Linked DNA regions of Mus musculus: regions 1 and 2 are each linked to region 3. A link is a contact called in public HiChIP or PLAC-seq data. All regions are on one chromosome and are shown on one strand. The core of a region is the stretch at or near the end of the contact, and the rest is flanking DNA. Distances in the headings are between cores, read along the strand shown. Region 1 overlaps Ttc28 (tetratricopeptide repeat domain 28). Region 2 overlaps Ttc28 (tetratricopeptide repeat domain 28). Region 3 overlaps Ttc28 (tetratricopeptide repeat domain 28).

The links. HiChIP or PLAC-seq counts read pairs in DNA pulled down with a chosen protein or histone mark.
Region 1: a contact with region 3 is called in an H3K27ac HiChIP or PLAC-seq map of microglia, with 2.8 times the contacts expected there. The contact joins two enhancer-like sites. A contact is called at or near these places in 3 of 484 Hi-C or Micro-C datasets (CD4 T cells, brown adipocytes and nephron progenitors) and 2 of 115 datasets of contacts at active chromatin or transcription factors (embryonic stem cells and microglia).
Region 2: an H3K27ac HiChIP or PLAC-seq map of microglia shows a contact between it and region 3, with 4 times the contacts expected there. The contact joins two enhancer-like sites. A contact is called at or near these places in 2 of 484 Hi-C or Micro-C datasets (the N1E-115 cell line and nephron progenitors) and 5 of 115 datasets of contacts at active chromatin or transcription factors (the HPC-7 cell line, embryonic stem cells, heart atrium and 1 more).

The regions. Positions count from the first base shown.
Region 1 is chr5:111,068,185-111,070,960 of GRCm38.p6, forward strand. The region is part of intron 2 of Ttc28 (tetratricopeptide repeat domain 28); the gene reads left to right. Among named protein-coding and RNA genes, the nearest start is that of Mir701, 65 kb to the left of the region's middle. Within about 2 kb of position 1,432, at least 7 of the 459 cell types and tissues checked have an H3K27ac peak or open chromatin away from gene starts, as enhancers often do. A contact at or near this core is called in microglia, where this site is marked.
Region 2 is chr5:111,024,815-111,027,712 of GRCm38.p6, forward strand. All of the region lies in intron 2 of Ttc28 (tetratricopeptide repeat domain 28), which reads left to right. Among named protein-coding and RNA genes, the nearest start is that of Mir701, 22 kb to the left of the region's middle. Within about 2 kb of position 1,632, at least 23 of the 459 cell types and tissues checked have an H3K27ac peak or open chromatin away from gene starts, as enhancers often do. A contact at or near this core is called in microglia, where this site is marked.
Region 3 is chr5:111,138,466-111,141,438 of GRCm38.p6, forward strand. All of the region lies in intron 5 of Ttc28 (tetratricopeptide repeat domain 28), which reads left to right. Among named protein-coding and RNA genes, the nearest start is that of Gm35628, 95 kb to the right of the region's middle. Within about 2 kb of position 1,391, at least 72 of the 459 cell types and tissues checked have an H3K27ac peak or open chromatin away from gene starts, as enhancers often do. A contact at or near this core is called in microglia, where this site is marked.

The DNA.
Region 1 (2,776 bases), core at 182-2,681, 70 kb before region 3:
CTGCTGTCATAACTTCACAAGAATAACCCCACCAACAGCGTGAAGCATATTCTCAGCAGACTGAACTGCACTGACCTCAGTAACGCTGTTTAAAAATGGCCAAAATTGTCCAGGGACACGAAGCTTGGTGTTTGGCATCATCTCTCAATATTAAATATGACATTTTAGGTTAGAACGAGACTTTTAACTTGTCCTGCTCCTGAGACCGCGGGATGTTATCTGCTCTGCTACAGTAAAACCTTCTATAAGCAGGTTTGTCCTCGGTTGGTCCACTTAGCTAGGACAGTCCCAGACGTAACTCCCCAAGAAAACAGAATGAAGAAGGTGGAGAACCCGCATCCAAATCAGGGGTGCACGTGGAGCAGAGCTGCTCATGAGAACACCTGTCCTGTAGAGGCAGCCCATGGCCTTCAACCCCTCTGGGCTCCCTTCTTATATACTAGAAACAGTTGTTTTGTGACTCACAGGGGAGGGTGTGACTGACAGAACGTCATCACATCCAGGGTGGCTTAAAGATCTAGTTTTTAAAAATTGTGTGTGTGTGTGTGCACGCGCACATGTGTTTGTCCTGTCCCTGTCCCCTGCAGCTGGAGGTTGTAAGCTATGTGACATGGTTCTGGGAACCAGATTTTAGAGAGCAGCAAGTTCTCCTCATGAGGAACCATCCCTCCAGCCCCAGTTGCAGGCAGGAAAGTTTAAAGTTTGCAGAGTCCGCGGTATATACCAGCAGAGCAGCGAATGCGTATGCATCCCCACGCTTGCTGGCATCAAGTCCCGGCTATAGGGTTCTGTGCCTTTCTTACTGTGCTCCACAATGTGTGTATGTTGAGCACGTAGTACAGTTTGTGGGAGCCATGGTGGAGCCCTGGAGCCTCTGGAAGCGGAGTTACAAATGGTTGTGTGCCAACAGGTGGATGCTGGGAATCAAACATTGTCCCACTGCAAGAGCAGCTAGAGCCATTGCTCTAGCCCCTGAACGCATTTCTTTACCTCTATGAATGGTCTGTGTGGTGGTTTGACCAGGAATGGCCTCTATAGACTCATGTGTTTGAGTGCTTGGCCTTAGGGAGTGGTGCTATTAGGAGATGTGTCCTTACTGGAGGAGATGTGGCCTTGTTGGAGGAAGTGTGTCACTGGTGGGCTTTGAGGCCTCCTATACTTAGTCTCCAGCCTATGTGCAATCAGCCTCCTAGGTGCCTACAAAAGACAGTCTCCTCCTTGGCTGCCTTTGGATCAAGATGTAGAATTCTCAGCTGCTCTAGCACTCTATCTGCCTGGATGCTGCCAGCTTCCTGCCATGACAGTAATAGACTAAACTTCTGAACCTGTAAGCCAGCCCCAGTTAAATGTTGTCCTTATAAGAGTTGTCTTGATCATGGTGTCTCTTCACAGCAATGGAAACCTAACTAAGACAGTCTGTTAGTTTCTGTTTGGGTGTTCATTTCCTTCTTGGCTCTCTAGCGATGGCACTGGTAGGCAGACTATATCCTTGTCTGTCTTTGTCTTGTCAGTCTTCCTTGGCATGCTGCCTCAGAGCTGTCCTGGTTTGAAGAGACACTCAGAGGAGTACTAGCTAGTGGAGAGATCTTGTTAATAACACACAGCGGTTCTACTCACTGTTAGTGTTTGGACCACTACGTGTATGCTTCCTAATTACAGGAGATGGCACTGAATTGCAGGCTCTGCCCATTCGCTGCTTCAGAACCGGGGCAGACACCAAGGGGGATTGTCTTTCTTCCCTCTAATTAAAACAAACAATAATTATTATTAATGATAATTATGTTCTGTGACATTTCCGAAAATAGTGAGTCATCATACCCAAGCCGTTGCTCTGAGTAAAACTGCAGGGCTGGGTTCCCATGAGTCTCTGGTCTCATTAGTGGATCCGTACAAGATGTGGTTTTGTGGGTGTTTCTGGTACAGTATGTATTATGTATGTTGATTTGTTGGCATTGCACTTCTGGGCAGCGACTCTATGCCTGAAGCCTGAGTAAGCTTACCTAACCATGCCTGGCAGGCGCACTGCTGTGACACTCTTGTGTTCTTGCATTTAGGGACATACAATGGGCTTGTGCACCTGAGTCATGTCCCTTGTGGGAGTGCTGAGTTGGCTGGTTTGTCCTCTGCTGGTCTCTTGCCCTTCACAACTGACTCTAGAGCTATAAAGTTTAGTAATTAGGCAAATTCATGAACAAAATCTGTGAATAATGAGATTGACTGTGCAGAGTTCTATACATTCTCTTTTGCTTCTTTTCCTGTGTGTGTGTTGTTCTGTGCTCAGCACACATGTGTGTGCAGGCACATGTGTAGTCCCGGGTCCCTTCCTCCACCATTCTCCACCTTACTCTTTGAGTCTCTCAGGCAGACCCAGAGCGCATTCTGTTCTCTCTACGATCTCGCTCTGAACTGACCTCAGGGTCTCTTGTGTGCGTGACAAGAGCTTAACCTTTGAGCCAGCCCCTATGTGGTAATCCACTCTTAATCCTAAATCGTCTTGTGACTTCTGGTCTTTGAATACTGCACATCAATAAGAATGTAACATGCATCTCAACATCTGTTTATTCTAGCACAGCTCTTTTAAATCTTTTATACAAGGCGCATGTTGCCCTTCTGTATTCCTTTCATTGTATTGATGTTTGCACTGCTACCTGCCCAGTGCTTTCCAGTCAGTGTGTGTGTATGTGTATCAGTGTATCTGTGTGTGTAAACATATGTGTGTATGTAAATATGTATGTATATGTGTATATGTGTACTTATGTATGTATCAGTGTGTACA
Region 2 (2,898 bases), core at 382-2,881, 110 kb before region 3:
GTCTTTGCCTCCCACTGCTGGAATACAGACACATGCCACCATGCCTTTGTCATGTGTGACCTAGTTCGTTCCTCTTGCTAGCACAGCAAAGCTCGTTTACTGACTGAGCCGTCTCCCTCGCCTTGGGTTTATTTATTTATTTATTTATTTTTGCTTTGTTTCAGTATCAGATTCAGTAACTGGTATAGTAAAGATGTTCCCTAAGCACCCATTGAGTTTGGATTTTAACTCATCTTGGTTCTTACCGGTGAGTTGGTCTGCCATGCAGTCAGCCTTTCTGCAGCATACTTTTAGCGACACAGCCCTCATGTGCCGAGGGAAAGGCCAAGGCTTTATTTCTGGTAAACGGTAGTGGTAGAAAGTCAGTCAGGGTTAGGAGTCCTCTCTCAGGCCTCATCTCCTGCTGTCCTAGGCTAGCACTGCCCCATGGGAGGGGAGCGCAGCATTTTGTTCAGTCTGGCTTGAGGTATCTGAGGGTTTTTATTATCTCGGCGAATCTGTTGGAAGCTCCTCTACTGCCGTATAGATTTCATTTTCTTTAATTGGGATGGAGATGGAGGAAGAAAATAGCATTTACTAGGCATTCTTGCCTTTTAGAGCGGTGGGTTATTGATTCAGGGGCCTGCAATGGTAATGCTTGGAAGTAAAGTTTCCCTGGGGAGCACCTGTGTTAAAGGGCAAAGGGAAAATGATTAGAATTTAAATCTCCAGACTCCACTGAACTCGTGGCTTCATTAAAACAAGGAGGGGAGGAGGAAATGATCTGGGCTGCCGTGGGCTTTGTTTAACACTCGCATCCAGAAACTGATAACTCAGAATAAAGCCCCCACAAGAGCAGCTGCAGGGCCCCTGAGCCGCCGCCTGCCAGGTGTCGGCAGGCCAGCGTGCTGGGGACAAGCTCCAGCTTCCTGGGAGAGGCTTGAACCTTTGGCTTCCTTTAAGCTAGTTTAATCTTTCCTGCCTGTCTGTGATCATGCATCACAAAGCTACAGGAGCGCTCGCATACGTGCGCGCGCGCACACACACACACACACACACACACACTCACTGTACTTTGATGTGTCACTATTTAGAAATTGGAGGAAAGAGGCTCATGAGTTGAACACCAGCCTGGATTTGACAGTGAATGCTGTCTCCATTTCTAAAGACTTTCCCCAAGTTGGAATTGCCTTTCAGACTATATATCTGATTCTTAACATTGCTACTTTAAACACTGTATTATCTTTTCTATCTATTAGCAGCTAGGGGCGGGGGAAATGTGACTGTGGGATACGGAAAATATATTGGACCAGAAATAGATTTTGCCACCAAACAGAAGGTGACCCTGGAAAAAAAACCACCCAACCTCCTTATCAAAATTCCTAGGTGTTTATAAAGAACTAGGGAGTTACACCTGAAGTCTGAGGTTGAAAATTCGCTTTACACTAAATAAAATATAGTCCATCAATCTTCTAACATCTGGCTACACAAAACCAAACCAAACAAACGAACAAAAAGATAAAACCCACCCCCCACCCCCAAAACCTCCCTATGTCCTTTCACGTGTACAGCTGCCGTGTGCAGAAGCTGCGGACAGCAGGCGCTCTGAGGAGTGTGTCTGGGATGCAGCTGTTGAGCTGCAGTGTGGCCAGCCTCTATTTGTTGGTTTCCTCACAAGCAGTGAGGGCTCAAACAGCACCAGCAAACAGACAGAGGGCACTGCCGTTATCCAGCTTTCTTAGGGAGTCACCTTCTTCCCGAGTCTCCTAAAGTATTTAATGTGGCATATAGTTCTTGTGCACTTTTCAACACATAGAAAAGGCTACCTAAACATTCTGGAAAGATGACAGTTGCCCTCTCAGACTTACAAATGTGGAAGGACCTAGAGGAAGAAATCAGAGCTTCCTGCGTGTGCTGCTAAGTCAGCACACAGATTTCTGAAGTCTGGAAAAGCACCTTTCGATAATACTTAAGTTTACTTCAAATTCTGTTTGAATGTATATTTTAAGCTACGTGAAGGGGCTCAGGAGTTGGTGAACCTGCTGTTACTACTGTGACCTTAGCTCAGCCACTACCTTCAGGGCGAGCAAATGACATAGCTGCTGCTCTGCAAATGATGTAACTGGGCGGGCCTGAGCGTCGAAGTGCCCCTTTGGTTGATCCTGTATAACTCTGGGATTAGGACTGAGAAGCCTTGACCGAGGCCTTAGCCCCCTCCCTCCCTCCCTCCCTCCCTCCCTCCCTCTCTCCCTCTCTCCCTCTGTACTGGTCATAGTTATAAATAATTCCCAGATTCTTGTAGTTTCTAGATGCCATCTCTCAATGCCTTTCCTGGCCTGGCTCACCTGGAGACTGATCAGCCACAGATCACAGCAGTGCAGCAGCTAGGCCTTGACTCTGTGTGTGTTTCTAAATGTCATTGCTTTTATTCAAGTGTGTTTTGTAAGGAGAGAACATGGTGACTGAGCATGGTATCTCAGACATGACACGTGGGGCTGTGTGTACACGTATGTAACACACAGCAATGGGTAGTATGGTGGTAGCCGTTTGGAAAGCAAAAGTGTTTTCTAGTGCAGCACCTGCTCTCTGGAAAAGGGAAAGGAGGCAGCAAGGAAAGACAGGAAAGCAGGCTGACTGAGGGATTGGCTTTAAAGAAAATAGTGAAGATCCTTTACTGAGTTCACGCATATATACACAGACACATGCACACTGCTGGGTGAATATGAATGATCGGGGCCAGGCTGGACACACAGCTTTAATGCATCCTCACTCCAAGTTTTTAAACTGAAGCTCAGGCTCCTGCTTAGAGGCTTGAACTCAGGGTGAACTGGGGAGGCTTCCAGCTAAAACAGTGTGCTGAGTCTTCATCTTGCCGACAGTAAGATCATTCAGGCTCAAGTAGGACGTGGGGCTCCAGCT
Region 3 (2,973 bases), core at 141-2,640:
TGTCCCCAGCTTCACTGCAGGATTGAAGGGGTCATTTATCACAGGCCATTTACTGATCCTGACTGGGCTTTAGGCCCTTGTACATATAAGCAGTGAACAGTGTGTCCAGGCCCTTCCAGAGGGCCGTCACACGATGATGCTGCTGTTTCCCAGCGATCCACAAGTTCATTTGCAGTGAAGCAGCCACTGACTAGTTACTTCTGCAGGACTCTGCAGACCTGAGCGTGTGTCTACTCTGCTGAGGCTCTCAGGTGACAAGTGGCAGTGTAACACACCCATTGTGGGGGGTGCCTCACCCATTGCTGATGCCTGTAGACGGCTAACCCCTCTGTCGTCCTACATACATGGAGTTGTTGTCCTTCTGCGACCTGTTCATTTCCTCTGTTGACAGGGTCTCGCCCTCCCATCTTTGTCCAGATAAAACATTCGTTTTATAAGGCCTTCATCACCCAGTCCTTTCCATTTCTCCTCGAACAGTCTCAGGAAGCTTTCACCACACCACCCTCCATCCATGTGTATGGCCTGAGGGCAGCACTTTGTTGCCCTCTGTCCTGCTGTCCTGCAAGCTTGGGGCCTCAGGAATGAGCAGCCAGCCTTGGTGCCTCCTGACCTGAGCAGGAGCTCCTGGACAGCTCCCCCCGAAGAACCCCTCAGGCCAGCCCCAGATGCCTTACATCAGCATCCTGGTGCCAGAGTCCCACACTGCCTTGCTTTGAGAAAGCTCACACAAGGAGGGCTGGCCAACAGATAGACTGCCTCATCTGTCCCCTTTCAGGAACTGTCACCAGAGATACCCCTTGCTGAATGTTGACCCTGGAAGCCTAGCAGATACCCAGGGGCCCGACTCTTCATGCTGTAAGAGCGCTGGCCTCTTGGCTCTCTATGCATCCTGCTTAGCTGGAAGTGTTCATGCTCAGCCTAGTGCTGCTGGTGTTGACCACCGCCTCCCACACCACACTGTTGCATCCAAGGGCTGTCATTTCCTTCCTGGCCAGGCACTGGGCTGAGCAGTCTGCTTCCTTTCAAAGAAGCATTTCCACTGAAGTCGGGCGCAGTGTAGCCCACCATCCTGTCTGATTTTTCTCATCTGTGATAATTGGTCTTTCTGCTTCTTGCCATTTTATCATGAGGCCAGTAACACAGTGAGAAAAGCAGGAGCTCTGAGGTCAGTGGAATGAAGACTGAACCGCAGCGATTACCAGATTGCCGTTTTGCCTGTTGTTGGGCTCTGCCGATCCTGTTTTCCTTCTCTGAGTGTAGGGAGAGTTTCTGTGTCTCAGTGCCGAGGGGATTTGGCGGATAACTTAGGGTGGAAGGTGCCAAGCACCTCAGTCATTTCCGAGTGCTGCATGTGCTCGTCGTGGGCACAAACACAGGAAACAAGTAGCCCTGTGAGGCATTCCATGGGAGGTCACATGACGAGCCTTGCAGGAGCCTACAAAGGCCTCCCGGGCACAGCACCCCAGCACGCTTGCTGACTGTCACAATCCATTTCAGACCTGTGACTAGAGAACCTGCCTTCTATAACTCACCCGGTCTTTCATTTGGCAGAGGCGAGTATAGGTAGTGTAAGGAAGGCGTAGTGTATGCCCTTGGAGATGAAGATTTCCTGCCACTAAAGCTAGCAAACTGTACTAGGAACGGAATTCAGTATTTACTTCCAGCTTCATGGAAGAGATGAATTTAAACCCATCTTCCAGGTATGGGACGTTGGACAGAGCTTAAGAGTACAAGTTGCCCTTGCAGATGACCAGAGTTCAGTCCTCATCATAGGGGATCTGGTGGCCTCTTCTGACAAGCTGGGACCCAAGTTCCATCCCCAGGACCTACATACAAAAGCCAGGATTGGGACTGGAGGAATGACTCAGTAGCAAAGAGTAGTTAGCTAAGAGGGCCTGAGTTCAGTTCCCAGCACATATCTCAGGCAGCTGGCAACAACCACCTGTAACTCCAGCTTTCTGGGATCTGATGCTCTTTTCTGACCTCTGTGGGTACCTGCACTCACACACACACACACACACACACACACACACACACACACACGTCTCTTTAAAAGCTAGGCACTGTGCCAGCACTTACATTCCCAGTGGTGGGGTGATAGAAATGGGGGAATCTGAGGCTCCTGATAGCCTGCTTAGCCTAATTGGAGAGTTCCAGGCCACTGGCTCCTGGGGATTGATGGCTGAGATGGTCTTGTGACCTCCATATACATTCACATGAGGGGCATAAGCACCCACCCATACACATGGGAATCTGCACACACCTACACACACCAAACCTAAGAATAGGTATGTAATTATTAATAAGAGCTATATCATCTTTGAACTGGTTCTGGTTTTATGTTAAATATAGTCTGATTTTTTTTTTCCTGTCCTCTGTGTGGTTTTGGTTTTGGTTTTGGTTGTATGGGTCGATTTGTTTGTTTGCTTGTTTCTCTGTTTTGTGCACTCCACACTGCCCATGTGGCCAAGGATGACCTTGGACTCCTTATCCCTCTGCCTCTGCTTCCCGAACCCTGAGATTATAGACAGCTATAAGATTTTTTAAGCCCATCAGAACCTGTTAACATAATTACTCGGCTTTATGGCTCTTCCAATGAAAATTTGTTTCTAAACATTATCCAGGCCCTAAAGGGAAGCTCCTATGAATGCAAGCACAGTTTTCAAGGAACAACTTTGCACACTGTGAAAACGAAGCCTGCACCGGCGTCCTCTCTGCGTTCTGTTTAGAGCGCTCTAAGGGCGTCTGAATGATAACTGTGTTCTCTCTTAATACATGATGTTACCGCTGAGCTTATTTTGCTTGTAGGCACGGCACAGGCCCCATCAAGACTAGGCCCCTACGTAGACCTCCTTCTAGGTGCGTGTGGTTGGCCGCTAGATCCCTTTCACTTCACTGAGCTGTGAAATTGACACGAAATTGTGCCGTTAGCTTGTTTCTGAGGAGTATGTTGCACTTGGATATTCTCTTCTT